Regions from separate parts of the Gossypium arboreum genome. Here region 1 is linked to region 2. The links are chromatin contacts, called in public Hi-C maps. All regions are on one chromosome and are shown on one strand. Each heading gives the region's core, a stretch centred on a gene start, on an enhancer-like site or on the middle of the called end of the contact. The rest is flanking DNA. Distances are from core to core; before and after follow the strand shown.

What was found. A called contact is a pair of places that touch in the nucleus more often than the background predicts.
Region 1: a contact with region 2 is called in a Hi-C map of leaf, with 2.9 times the contacts expected there. The contact joins the promoter of LOC108480262 here to the promoter of LOC108482925 in region 2. A contact is called at or near these places in 2 of 5 Hi-C or Micro-C datasets (both in leaf).

Annotation. Positions count from the first base shown.
Region 1 is chr6:20,574,350-20,580,196 of ASM2569848v2, reverse strand. It overlaps LOC108480262 (F-box protein At5g46170), which reads left to right and starts at 1,636. Exons shown (of 2, transcript XM_017783185.2): 1 at 1,636-3,125; 2 at 3,475-4,007. The coding sequence starts at 1,935. The coding sequence ends at 3,113.
Region 2 is chr6:20,275,248-20,280,964 of ASM2569848v2, reverse strand. It overlaps LOC108482925, which reads left to right and starts at 4,050. Exons shown (of 9, transcript XR_001870979.2): 1 at 4,050-4,349; 2 at 5,290-5,539. It overlaps LOC108482926 (CBL-interacting serine/threonine-protein kinase 23-like), which reads left to right. Exons shown (of 16, transcript XM_053029834.1): 8 at 49-174; 9 at 705-794; 10 at 1,241-1,360; 11 at 1,447-1,569; 12 at 1,986-2,102; 13 at 2,467-2,523; 14 at 2,652-2,726; 15 at 2,923-3,001; 16 at 3,622-3,911. The coding sequence ends at 3,686.

The DNA of each region.
Region 1 (5,847 bases), core at 387-2,886, 300 kb before region 2:
ACAAGTATAGGTGGACTTGTGTTTGATGAACTAGTTGTTATGTTTGACTTGTAAATATGGTAATATGGTTGGTGTTTTTATTGCCAAATTGATGCATGGTTTAAACGACTAAAATGGTATGTGTTGGCATGGTTGAAATGTGGTCAATTAGGTTATGTGTTGATATGGAATTTAGTTAAAGTTGTTTGGATGAGACATGGTCATTTTGATGCAAATGTAAGTATGAATGCTTGGTTGTGTTTGAGGTGCCTAAATGACATATTGGTTAAATGGACTTATGGTATATTGAAATGGTCTTATTATGCATATTTTGGCATGTTTTGGTGCCTTGATCATAGGTTTACTTGGCTTGTAGGTACTTGTTGAAATTGGGTGAAAGAAAAGGCTTGATTTTGACCTATTTCTTGTCCACACAGCCTAAGACACGGACGTGTGTCTCAGTCGTGTGTGACACACGGCCAGGTGACACGATCATGTGTCCCCTGTAGGTTGTTAATGGTTGCTTTTCGAAAGTTGCATGACCTAGCACACGACCTGGCTTATGAGCGTGTGAGGCCATTTCGAAAGATACACAGCCTGGCACACAGGCGTGTAGCTTGGCCGTGTGACCCAAGTCAGAGAGTTACACGGGCACAGACACGGGTTGGAACACGATTGTGTGTCTCTATATTGACTGTTACCCGGCCTGAGACACAAGCGTGTGTCTCAGCTGTGTGACTCACACGGCCTGGCCACACGGTCGTGTGACTCCTACAGTTTAAATTTTTTGACTTTTTCCTAAACTTTCTGATTGTTTTCGGTTTAGTCCCGAATCGTTTCTAAAGTGATTCTAAGGCCTTGAAGGCTTGAATAAAGGACGATATGCATGTATTTGATTGAATTATGATATGGTTTATCTAATGTTTGGAAATGAATGTTTTATGTTACAATTGTACAGTGATGCTCCATAACCCTATTCCGACGATAGATACGGTTTAGGGATGTTACAATCACCATATAGTAAAAATTATATTAAAATCTTAGGAGGATTTAGAATGTTGGAAACATATAAGAAAATTTGGGAAATTGTTCAATATGTTTGCATAAATATTTGTATAAATTGAAATGATTTGAACATATATGGTAAATTCAACTCAATGGATAATAGTTGAAGGAATATTATAAAATGATAAAAAAATACCCATATGCATTTTTATAAAATGACCATGATCAAAGTTTGCTTATTATTGTTAGAATTCCTAAAAAAATCAAAATATATTTTTCCAAAGTTCTTCCTCACTCATAACATTTTTCTTTTTCGCTTTGCTAAGAATTTTTTTCCACAAGATTTTTTTTATCGAGGCACATTATCTAATAATAAACACTTAAGAGGAAATGTTATTAAATCTTAGGACTCTAATGTCCATTAGAAATAAAATTTTATATCCTGTATACTTTTTATGTTTATAAATATAGACTTTGAGGAAGTTTTATAACATCGTATTGATGAATAATTAAGAGTTCTTTTGCTTCCTTTATTTCTTTTGTTGTCTTTATTATTTATTTGATAAAAATGTTATTTATTTATATGATTAAATTAAATAAATAAATAAAAATCATAAATAAATAAATAAATATTGATGATGAATTAATGTTATTGGTTTCAATTGCTTCCGCGCAGTTAAAACAAAGATGGACAAAGTTAACGTTGTGTGTGTTCTTTTTTCCGGTCCCGTTCGCACCTTTCTTCTCTTTCTGTAACGCGAATCCTCTCTTCCTCTCTCTCTCTGTGAAAAAGACAAAAACCTTGCAAGTATCTCATCCTTCCATTTCCATCCTACTCCGCCCTATCTCCCTTCCCTTCCCTTAAAAACGATAGGTTTACCCTCAGCCCACCCCCAGATCTAACCCCTTTTCTCCTCCCAACCAGATAATCCCATTTAGAGAAACGAAAAATGTGTCCGGTTCGTTCAGATCCCATCCACAGATTCCATCCCCTGCCACTCGATCACTTCGACCGTCTTCCCGACTCTCTCCTTCTTTTAATCTTCAACAAGATCGGCGACGTTAAAGCTCTCGGCCGATGCTGTCTTGTCTCCCGTCGTTTCCATTCCCTCGTCCCTCAAGTTGAAAACGTTCTCGTTCGTGTCGATTGTGTCATCTCCGACGACGATTCTTCCCCTTCTTCCTCATCCTCCGACAAGTCATGTCCCGCCGGTCCCTTCTCCAACCTCTTGCGTCTCGTCTTCGGAGGCATTGTTAAACCCCTTCAAGCTTTGGGTCAATTCCTCGGTCCTAAACGCTCCCTTCTCGATGAAACGCTTAGCGCCCCTTCCACTTCCTCATCCGTCGGTCGCGCCGCTGATGATGATGATCCCGAAATGGGCCAAACTGGTGTCACCCACCATTCCCCTACTCAAGTGCTTAGAAATTTCAACGAGATTCGTTTCCTCCGAATCGAATTACCCAGCGGCGAGTTAGGGATTGACGATGGAGTTCTGTTGAAATGGAGAGCAGATTTCGGATCAACCCTTGATAACTGCATCATCCTTGGAGCTGCCTCCGTTATTAATGACGTGCATTCGCAAGTACCGGAGTATGGCAACGATGGGTTTTGCAGCAACAATTGCATTACCGGCAACGGTGATGATAATGGGAGTATTCCAGAGTCGTTTTATACCAATGGAGGCTTGAAATTAAGGGTTGTTTGGACGATTAGTTCGTTAATCGCAGCATCAGCAAGGCATTACTTACTTCAACCGATAATTGCGGAGCATAGGACGCTGGATACCTTGGTTTTAACCGATGCGGATGGACAAGGGGTGCTTCGTATGAACAGGGAACAGCTTGAGGAGTTGAGAGTCAAGCCATTATCGGCTTCTTCAGCTTCAAAAAGGACGCAGGTGCCGGCATTGAATATGAGGCTTTGGTATGCCCCTCATTTGGAATTGCCTAACGGGGTTGTATTAAAAGGTGCTACTTTAGTTGCAATTAGGCCCAGTGAGCAATCTGCTTCTAGAAAAGAGGTCTCCGATGCTTCTTGGTTATCAACTGCTTTCGAAGAGCCTTATGGGACTGCTGCGAAGATGCTGATTAAGAGAAGAACGTATTGTTTGGAGATGAACTCCTTTTGATACCCTGCAACGGTAAAACTCTCACATGCTTGAAATACTTGTCTATGCTGATTAATTTGTTACATAAGCGGCTTTATGTTCACCGTTAGTCCTTTAGATATATGGTTTTAAAATATAAATATGCTGTTGAATCTTGATGTCTTCTGGTTCTATTATGATCGTTTTGATTTGTATAATTCATTGTGAATTAGAGGGGAGAGCAAACATGATTATGCTAGGAAACATCTCGGAATGCATGCGCTGCCTGAAATCTAACTAGCATGCCTTAGCATCTTCATTCCTTTTTTGAGTTTTGGATCTGCATTCATATGGTTTATCTATTCATCTATTCTGAATTCAAAGTTCATTTTGCATTGATCAGGGAGAGCAGTCAAGCACAAGGGTCAAGGGGAAGTTCATTTTGCATTGATCAGGGAGAGCAGTCAAGCACAATGGTCAAGGGGAAGAAGATAGCATGCTTTTTGAAAGCTGATGACCAAACAACAATTTTGTTACATGTTGTAGCTTAATCTCGGTGCTGTGTCCTATGGAAGCAAAACCTTGGTTGGGATCGCCAGTGAAAGCAATCCATGAATGTTGATAATGCACTGCAAGCGTTTTGGCTTTTGTGCTTCAACTGATAGCCTAATGCACTTGCTGCTTGTTTTTATTTCCGGCATATGCTTGTAAGAGTGCACACCTGTGATCAGATTGATGTTGTAAGAGCTTTGAATTTGTAGCCCTTTAACTCTGATCCCTCTTTTATGTGTATATTGTAGGTATGAAGATGTGATGCTTTATGTTATATACTTGTGAAGTTCATAAAGAAATGTTGTTTGCAACTTAGCTTTTAGCTTTCGTTGGATAAACTTATTGTAATTTTTTCAAAGTTAAATGGATACTTTATGGTCACAATCTTGGCAAATTCAGTTTAAGCAGATGCTGCAGACGCCTGGTAGCGGTTGGAACTTGGATGTTGCTGCGGCTGTTATTCCATTCCATTAGTTGTGATACAAATCCAGGTGATGATAAATCGATATGTGCCACTTTGAACAACTTAAGTGGTGAAAGGGATCTTGGTGTGGTATTAGTCAAACTGGATTTTTGAGTCTTGTATATTGTTTAGCTCATTATGTGTTTAAATGTTAATTCAATTTGCAATATATAAAATGTGCATTTTGATCGAGTTCTGGTTAATTGATTCATGTTCCAGTGAAGCCTGTCCGGCCCAATGTGATTAAAGATTGATTATTATATGTGGAACATAAATTGTCTTCTATGCTAGACTTAGATGTATATTATATGTTTATGGGTTTGGAAACAACCAGTAGAGTTCCCACATTTGATTTTCCTCATCATACATGAGAGAGAAAGAGACAGATGAATCAATTTCTTTGATTTTTTTTTTTTTAAATTTTCATATTTATTTCATACCGTTGGGGGGTGTTGGTATGACATTTGGCAATAAAAGATTGTGGGGATCTGGCTGAGGCTGTACCAAAAATATGAGTAGCCATTTTCATCCTCTTGTTTTAAAATATTGATTGAATGGCCAAGTTTTTGTTTTATTTATTTATTTATTTATTCATATTCAATAACATAATTAAGGTTCAATTAGCTGGCTCTGCTCCTTGCTTTTATCATGAACTTTCTTCCATTTCATACTTGCGTGAATCAATCGTCCTTCAAAAAGAAATTACGCTTAATCAAGTATTGAAGAGTATCTCAAATACTCGCTTTAACTTCGGCCTTGATTATTTATTTTATTTAAGATTACGGAACATATGAGGAAATGAAGGCTCACATGCTTATATGGAAAGGATATAAAAAAGAGGATGGGAAATGGAAATCCTTGCATCAGTATATAAAAAAAAAAAAGAAAAAAAAAAGAAAAGAAAATTCACCTATTCCAAAAGAAGAAAAATACACTTTAAATTTTCTACTAAACTAATATCTAAAGTGAGCATTTTTAATCATTGTTTCTCACTGAATTAGGGGTGGGCTCTTATGATCAATATTAAAATTTAATCGGTATCATTAGACAATAATTAAGCTTTTAAAATACGTATATTAATGAATTATTCTCCCTTTTTTTTTTCTAAATTCAGTAAAATAATCCATTTAAATGCAGGTGTTTTGTAAAATAAGTAGTTCTTAATATATACTTAAGAAAACTGGACCCTTATCATCATCATCATCATCATCAAACCAGTCCTGATTTCAGTTTTTCTCTCTTCATTCATGCTGCCACTCGTTTAATGTTTAAGGTATCCTTTTTACAACATGCAAGAAAATGGTCCAAAAGAAATCATTCATGAATGCGAAATAAAACCTTCAAAATGGGCTTTAATGTCTACCATTTTCTTCCTTATGCTCATTACCAAATCCACAATAACAGAGAGAGAGAAAGGGCATGTCTTTTGGAAGCTCTGTTGCGGGATAATAATAAGCAAGAATCTATAATTACACATTTGTCGGCTTCATTTTTTTGAAGCACTTTTGCAGCTTATAAAAAAACAAGTTTTTCTTTATTATGAAAAGCAATAGAACAATGAAACACTACTTACATTACCAACCAAAGGCCATTATCTCAAAAAGGAAAGAAAAAAAAAAAAAACAAAAAAAACAAAGAAATACTAAAACATGAAAAACTCTTATAGCAAGTGGAAGTAGTGGCCAGTGGGCTCACGTGAAACTCAACAAGTGGAAATGATGTAAGCTCCCAAATTTAGAACAATCTCATAATGTGAACCCC
Region 2 (5,717 bases), core at 2,801-5,300:
CTTTATTCTCCATTAGCGTTTCTTATTGTTTGTGCTATCACTTTTTAGGTGATCAACAATAAAGGCTATCATGGAGCTAAGGCAGATCTTTGGTCATGTGGTGTGATACTCTTTGTCTTAATGGCTGGCTACTTGCCTTTTGAGCACCCCAATTTAATGGGTTTATATAAAAAGGTGGCTGTTCTCTCATCTTTCAGAGTTATTTTTCTTTTACTTCAAAGTAAAAGCTGTTGTGTTATTACTTATCAAGTCACCATTGGCATAAGTTAATTGAAGAATCAAACGGTATCATATTCCGAAAATAATCAATTTCTCCTGGTAAATATTGATTTGGACCCAATATTCCAGTATCCCTATTGTTAGCCAGCATTTGCTTCCTCAATCATTATTGTTACTTTAAAGAATAAAATGAATTGTTTTGAAGAAATATAAATGAATATTGAAAGTCTAAGTTATCTGTGGTAGTTGGCTTGGGAAACCATCACTAGTCCATAGAGGTAGTTTAAGTCATAGCCAGAAAGGACAGTACCTTGGAAATGTCGGTAAGAAAAGTTAATGTGCACACAAATAAGCTCAGAGAAACAGTTAACTTTTGTGTTTGTATCTACGCACAACAATGCTGTGATACTGCTGATTAATGCTGATTAATGATTTTGTCTTCTGCATTTAAAATGATTTCTCTAATGAAGTTTATGTAACTGAAGATATTTAAGGCTGACTTCGATTGTCCTCCATGGTTCTCCTCAAGTGCAAAGAAATTAATCAAGAGAATCCTAGATCCTAATCCATTAACAGTAAGTTCTTGTCTCTTGCCCTTTGCTCAATGCTTTCTTTCTCCCATTTTCAATTTCTTTTTGTTTCCGGTAGCATTTTTAATTCAATTTCCCCCAAAGGTTGCAGGCCTTGACGTTCTCTTTAATTTTTTTGGGTCAATGCAATTTTTTGGCCTTTGACCTTAGCAACTAGGTCCATTTTGGTACCTGCACTTTTTTTTTTACCACTTTGGTAAACTTCACAGCTTTTCCTATTTTGATCCCTGAGCTTGGATTTCATAAAAGTATGATAATGTGGCACTCTGATGTTGTGCCATGTCATCATATTTTTTATTAAGTTTTAGATTTTATATATAGTTTTTAAAATTTCAATGATGTGGTACAATCTCAGAGTTTAGGGGCCAAATATTATATTAACCCGTTTTTTCTTGGATATGATTTTCACTCATTATTTGTGATTGAACCAGAGGATAACAGTTGCGGAGATTATTGAGAATGAGTGGTTTAAGAAAGGATTTATCCTACCTAGGTTTGAGCGAGCTGATGTTAGTCTTGATGATGTGGATGCCATTTTCAACGAATCAAGTGTAAGAGTTGTGTTTTTCACATACTGAATGCGGTTTTGTGGCATTGATGCAATAAAATGAATCTGGATGCATGATTTTTGTTGCAGGATTCTCGGAACCTTGTTGAACTGTGTGAAGAAGGGTCTTTCGTACCTGCTACTATGAATGCATTTGAACTTATCTCAACATCGCAGGGTCTCAACCTCAGTAGTCTGTTTGAGAAGCAAATGGTATGTTAGCTAGTTATACGTGACTTTCTATGTGATATATTAAGCACAAGAGGGAAACAGCCTGGAGAATCTCACATTTTGATTCATCCAGTGAAGTGAAAGCCCCTTTGGTGGTAGACATGAACTAGAATTTTCTTGAACTCTGAAGTTGTGCATAAAGTGTTTTAACGGTCTTGAGGCATGTCATTGATAAGTCACCTGTTAAATCCCATTGTTTACTGGTCCTATTTTGCTTAAAATGAAATTTTAGTTCTTGATGCAGTGTGGTTGATATTCACTGATACGATCATACAAAAAGTTTAGACCGACAAATCTAATAGAATATGTTCCATTATGTGGAAGTCTTGGATTATGCGTCAACTTACAAAATACATAACCTTGAAAGTTAAAGTGGTTGCAATTTCCTCTAATTACAGGGACTTGTTAAACGGGAAACAAGATTCACATCAAAATGTCCTGCTAATGAGATAATCTCAAAAATAGAAAAAACTGCAATGCCCATGGGTTTTGGTGTGAAGAAAAATAACTACAAGGTTTAATCTCTACCCAGCCTCTTCATTTTGACTGCTGTTTATCGTCTCAAAAAATTACATGGATCAATTTGCAGTTAATATTCATGCTTGCTAATCATGATATTTGATCATTTATTAACAAGTCTACACCTGCTCAGTGAAGCACTGATGCTATTTCTGATGGACACATATTAAACATGATTCCATTTTTGTTTGTGTTTGTCACCAACTCCATTTGGTAATTGTCTTGGTATCAAGCTCTTTCGAATAGAACTGGAGTGTTGCATAGAGAGACTCTGATGTATCTAAATTGAGATGATGTGTAGTCAGTTTAGAACTTTGACTAGAAAATCAGTTTAATTTCCCTGTTTTTCACCCATCTCAGATGAAGCTTCTAGGAGAAAAAACTGGACGCAAGGGTCATTTGGCTGTTACAACAGAGGTACCTCTGTCTCAGTCATAATTGTTTTTGCATAATTTCAGTTTCACCTTGTCTGAAATTGATTGAACATGATTATTAATGATCCTATCTATAACATGTCCCCTGACACTGCCTCTTTTCTTTTTCAGATTTTTCAGGTGGCTCCTTCCCTTTTCATGGTTGAACTTCGAAAGTCTGAAGGGGATACCCTGGAATTTCACAAGGTATTACCCTAATGTCAGTGCTGTATCATTAATGCAGTGGGCACTTTTGTTTAATAATTTGCTGATAACCATGGTCATGTAAAGCCATGCAAAGCATGTCAATTTGATGTTTTCCGATTCTAAGTACACCTGATATATATATTTTCCTCTTTGGTTTGATATTACCTTGAAATAACACTGTTTCCTAAATTTACAGTTCTATAATAATCTCTCTACTGGGCTAAAAGATATTGTTTGGACAACTACAGACAGAGGAAAAGTGGAAGAAAAGGATGGTTAGTATATCGTTCCATCTACAAGAGCGTGCATCTCTTCTGAATTGTCAATCACCTATCCTCCTATGATTTTTTTTTTATTGGAAGGAGAATCTAGATTCAACGTATTTTTGCTGGACTAAGACATAGAGATGTTAATCCCATTAGCTAAGTGGAATCTTATCCCTTCTTTAGGGGAAATATAGGTTATCCTCTGATAGCTTCAGGCTTGACTCTTTTGCAAAATTATTTCAAGTGTGTACAGTATGAATTTAACGTGGATGGCTTGGAGTATGTCAGCAATTAGCAGTTGGGAAAATTTAATTTCTGTTGGAATGATGCAACAATCAAAATAAATTGTATTAAATCTACCTTCCATCATATTGCATGCCAGGGTATTGGATTTTATCTTTATCTATACAAATTTACATTGAATTAAGGTTAGAGATAATATGTTGGTTGGACTTGAGCAAGAGTGTTGTTGATATTGTATGTGTTTGAACATGAGTATGCTTAATTTTTTAAAATATTTTTTATATGTTTAATGTTTTCATATTCCCAGCATGCACCAATGAGTAATGACAAAAATTTTGAACTCTCCTTGTTTTTGGGTTTTTATTTGAGTCCTTCAATGATTGCAGGGTGTGCTGCTGGGTCTTCTCCACCCAATGACGGGCATTCCCAGTCGCAATGCGCTATCCGTTGATTTCTATTGGGCGAACTGTCAGTCACCGGCGGCTATTAAAAAAAATATATATTTATCTTGTTCTTCGATAGAGGTTGCTAGAAACTTAAGCTTGTGTAAAAGAAGGCACTACTATATACTCATACCAGCTATATATTTGCTTCTGTATAATATGCCTCAAATGTGATGTTCCTATCAACTGAATTTGTGAATAAATAAAATGGGGAAAAGAAAAGCAAAAGAAAATCTGTTGTTTCACTTTATTTCTTTCTTTAATTCTTTTTCCCAAATATCTTTCTATATTTATCACATAACTATTTTTACAAAGTTTCGTAGAATAAAACGTGTAAGCCTTTAAAGAAGATTGAAGTGTCGTTGATATCCTCCTAATTTTTGCTTATAAAATAAAATGAAGGCCTAAACAAGTAAAAGCGAGGTTAAGGATTGAAGCCCATACGCTCGCGTTACGCGCGTCTGGCAACTATATACACGATGTAAAAGGCAGCTGACAATGTCAATTATTCGGGTTTCGAGTTCGACTCACTTGGTCTCTGCTTTCGAAATCAAATTATTGCCGTAACATTTACTTTTTTCTTAGGCCAAAAGGAAGAGGAGGGAAGGGTCTGCAATGAGAGAAGAGGTTATTAGCTCTGGTGGGACCATAGATCCCACACCTGCTGCGAGGTACCAATTCTCACCTCTCTTTCTCCCTCCCCCATTGTCATCTCAATTCTCAAATTAGGGTTTTCTTTCGCAATCCTTCATTTTTCAGGTGAAAGTGGGGGTTTGTTTTCTGTTCTTCTGTGTGAATTTTAGGGATAAGGTTAGGTTTCTATTGGGTGTGTTTGGCTGCCGGGAAAAGCGACGCGAGAAGAAGACTGAGGGATTAATTGTCCTGGAGAGTGGAAAATTATTGAGATTTAGTTAAAGAAAGGTTTTTGGTTGCCGGGAAAGTGAGGAACAAGTAATGAGAGGATGGGTTCGGCTAAAGATATCCTAATTTTGAGTTTAGGCGCATTTTCTCTCGAACACGAAAATGGAAAAAGAAAATTGAAAAGAAAAGATTAAAGTCAGTTTTTGGTTTTGACGGTTCACTGGGTTATTTATAATTTTTCTCAATTTCATCCCTTCTATCTTGTTTTTCAATTTTTCTCTCAAGCTCAACTAAATGTATTTTGAAGCTGTAATTTTTAAATAGCTATTAAGGACCCGAAATAAATGAGGGTATTTTTACTGTTGCAAAAATTGTTGGTCTAGTTTCAAGTTATGTAAAGGAAGAGCAGAGTAGAAAAGCCTTGATGATCTAGAAATGATACCGTTTATCATTTCTATGCTTGTTTTGCTACGTGCTAAGTCCTTAATTACCTTGTTATGTGGCTACTTACCTTTAAGGGTGGGACCAATAGAGGATGGAAACTGGCTCCACGTCCACTAGGAATATACCATTAATTATCAGGATAGTCATTTCCTGTTAAAGAAACTGACTTATACGAGGGATTTGTTAATATACAGTGTGAGGAGGTGTGGATATGCCTGTTCCATTTATTTTATATGAAACAGTTATATAGATGATGTTCCATTAGGAGTTCAATATATATATATTTATGCTACTTTTCCTTATCAGTTCTGCTGGTGCATCCTCCCCTGCTGTTCCAACAAATGTCGGCAGTGTTGACTGGTCTGGTCATGGCCAAAATTCCAAAGCAGCTTCTCAATCTTGTGTCGGATCCCAAGCCCAATGGATTTCATGCCATTCTACTGCTGGTGGGTCTGCTCTTGGATCTTCAAGAACTTCATGCCGACCATGGGAAAGAGGAGATCTTCTCAGGCGATTGGCTACATTTAAGCCTGTGAATTGGTTTGGGAAACCTAAGGTATGCTTTTGATCTGGGATCTTCTTTGTGTACATTTACTAGTGGATACACTTTCAAATACAAAGTTTCAAGTTTTTGCTTAGAGCTAATGCGTTTCATCTGTGTTGAGTTTAATACTTACGAGATTCAGTATTCTTTTAGTTATAGAGTCTGATTAATATGATCTTAAGGCATACTG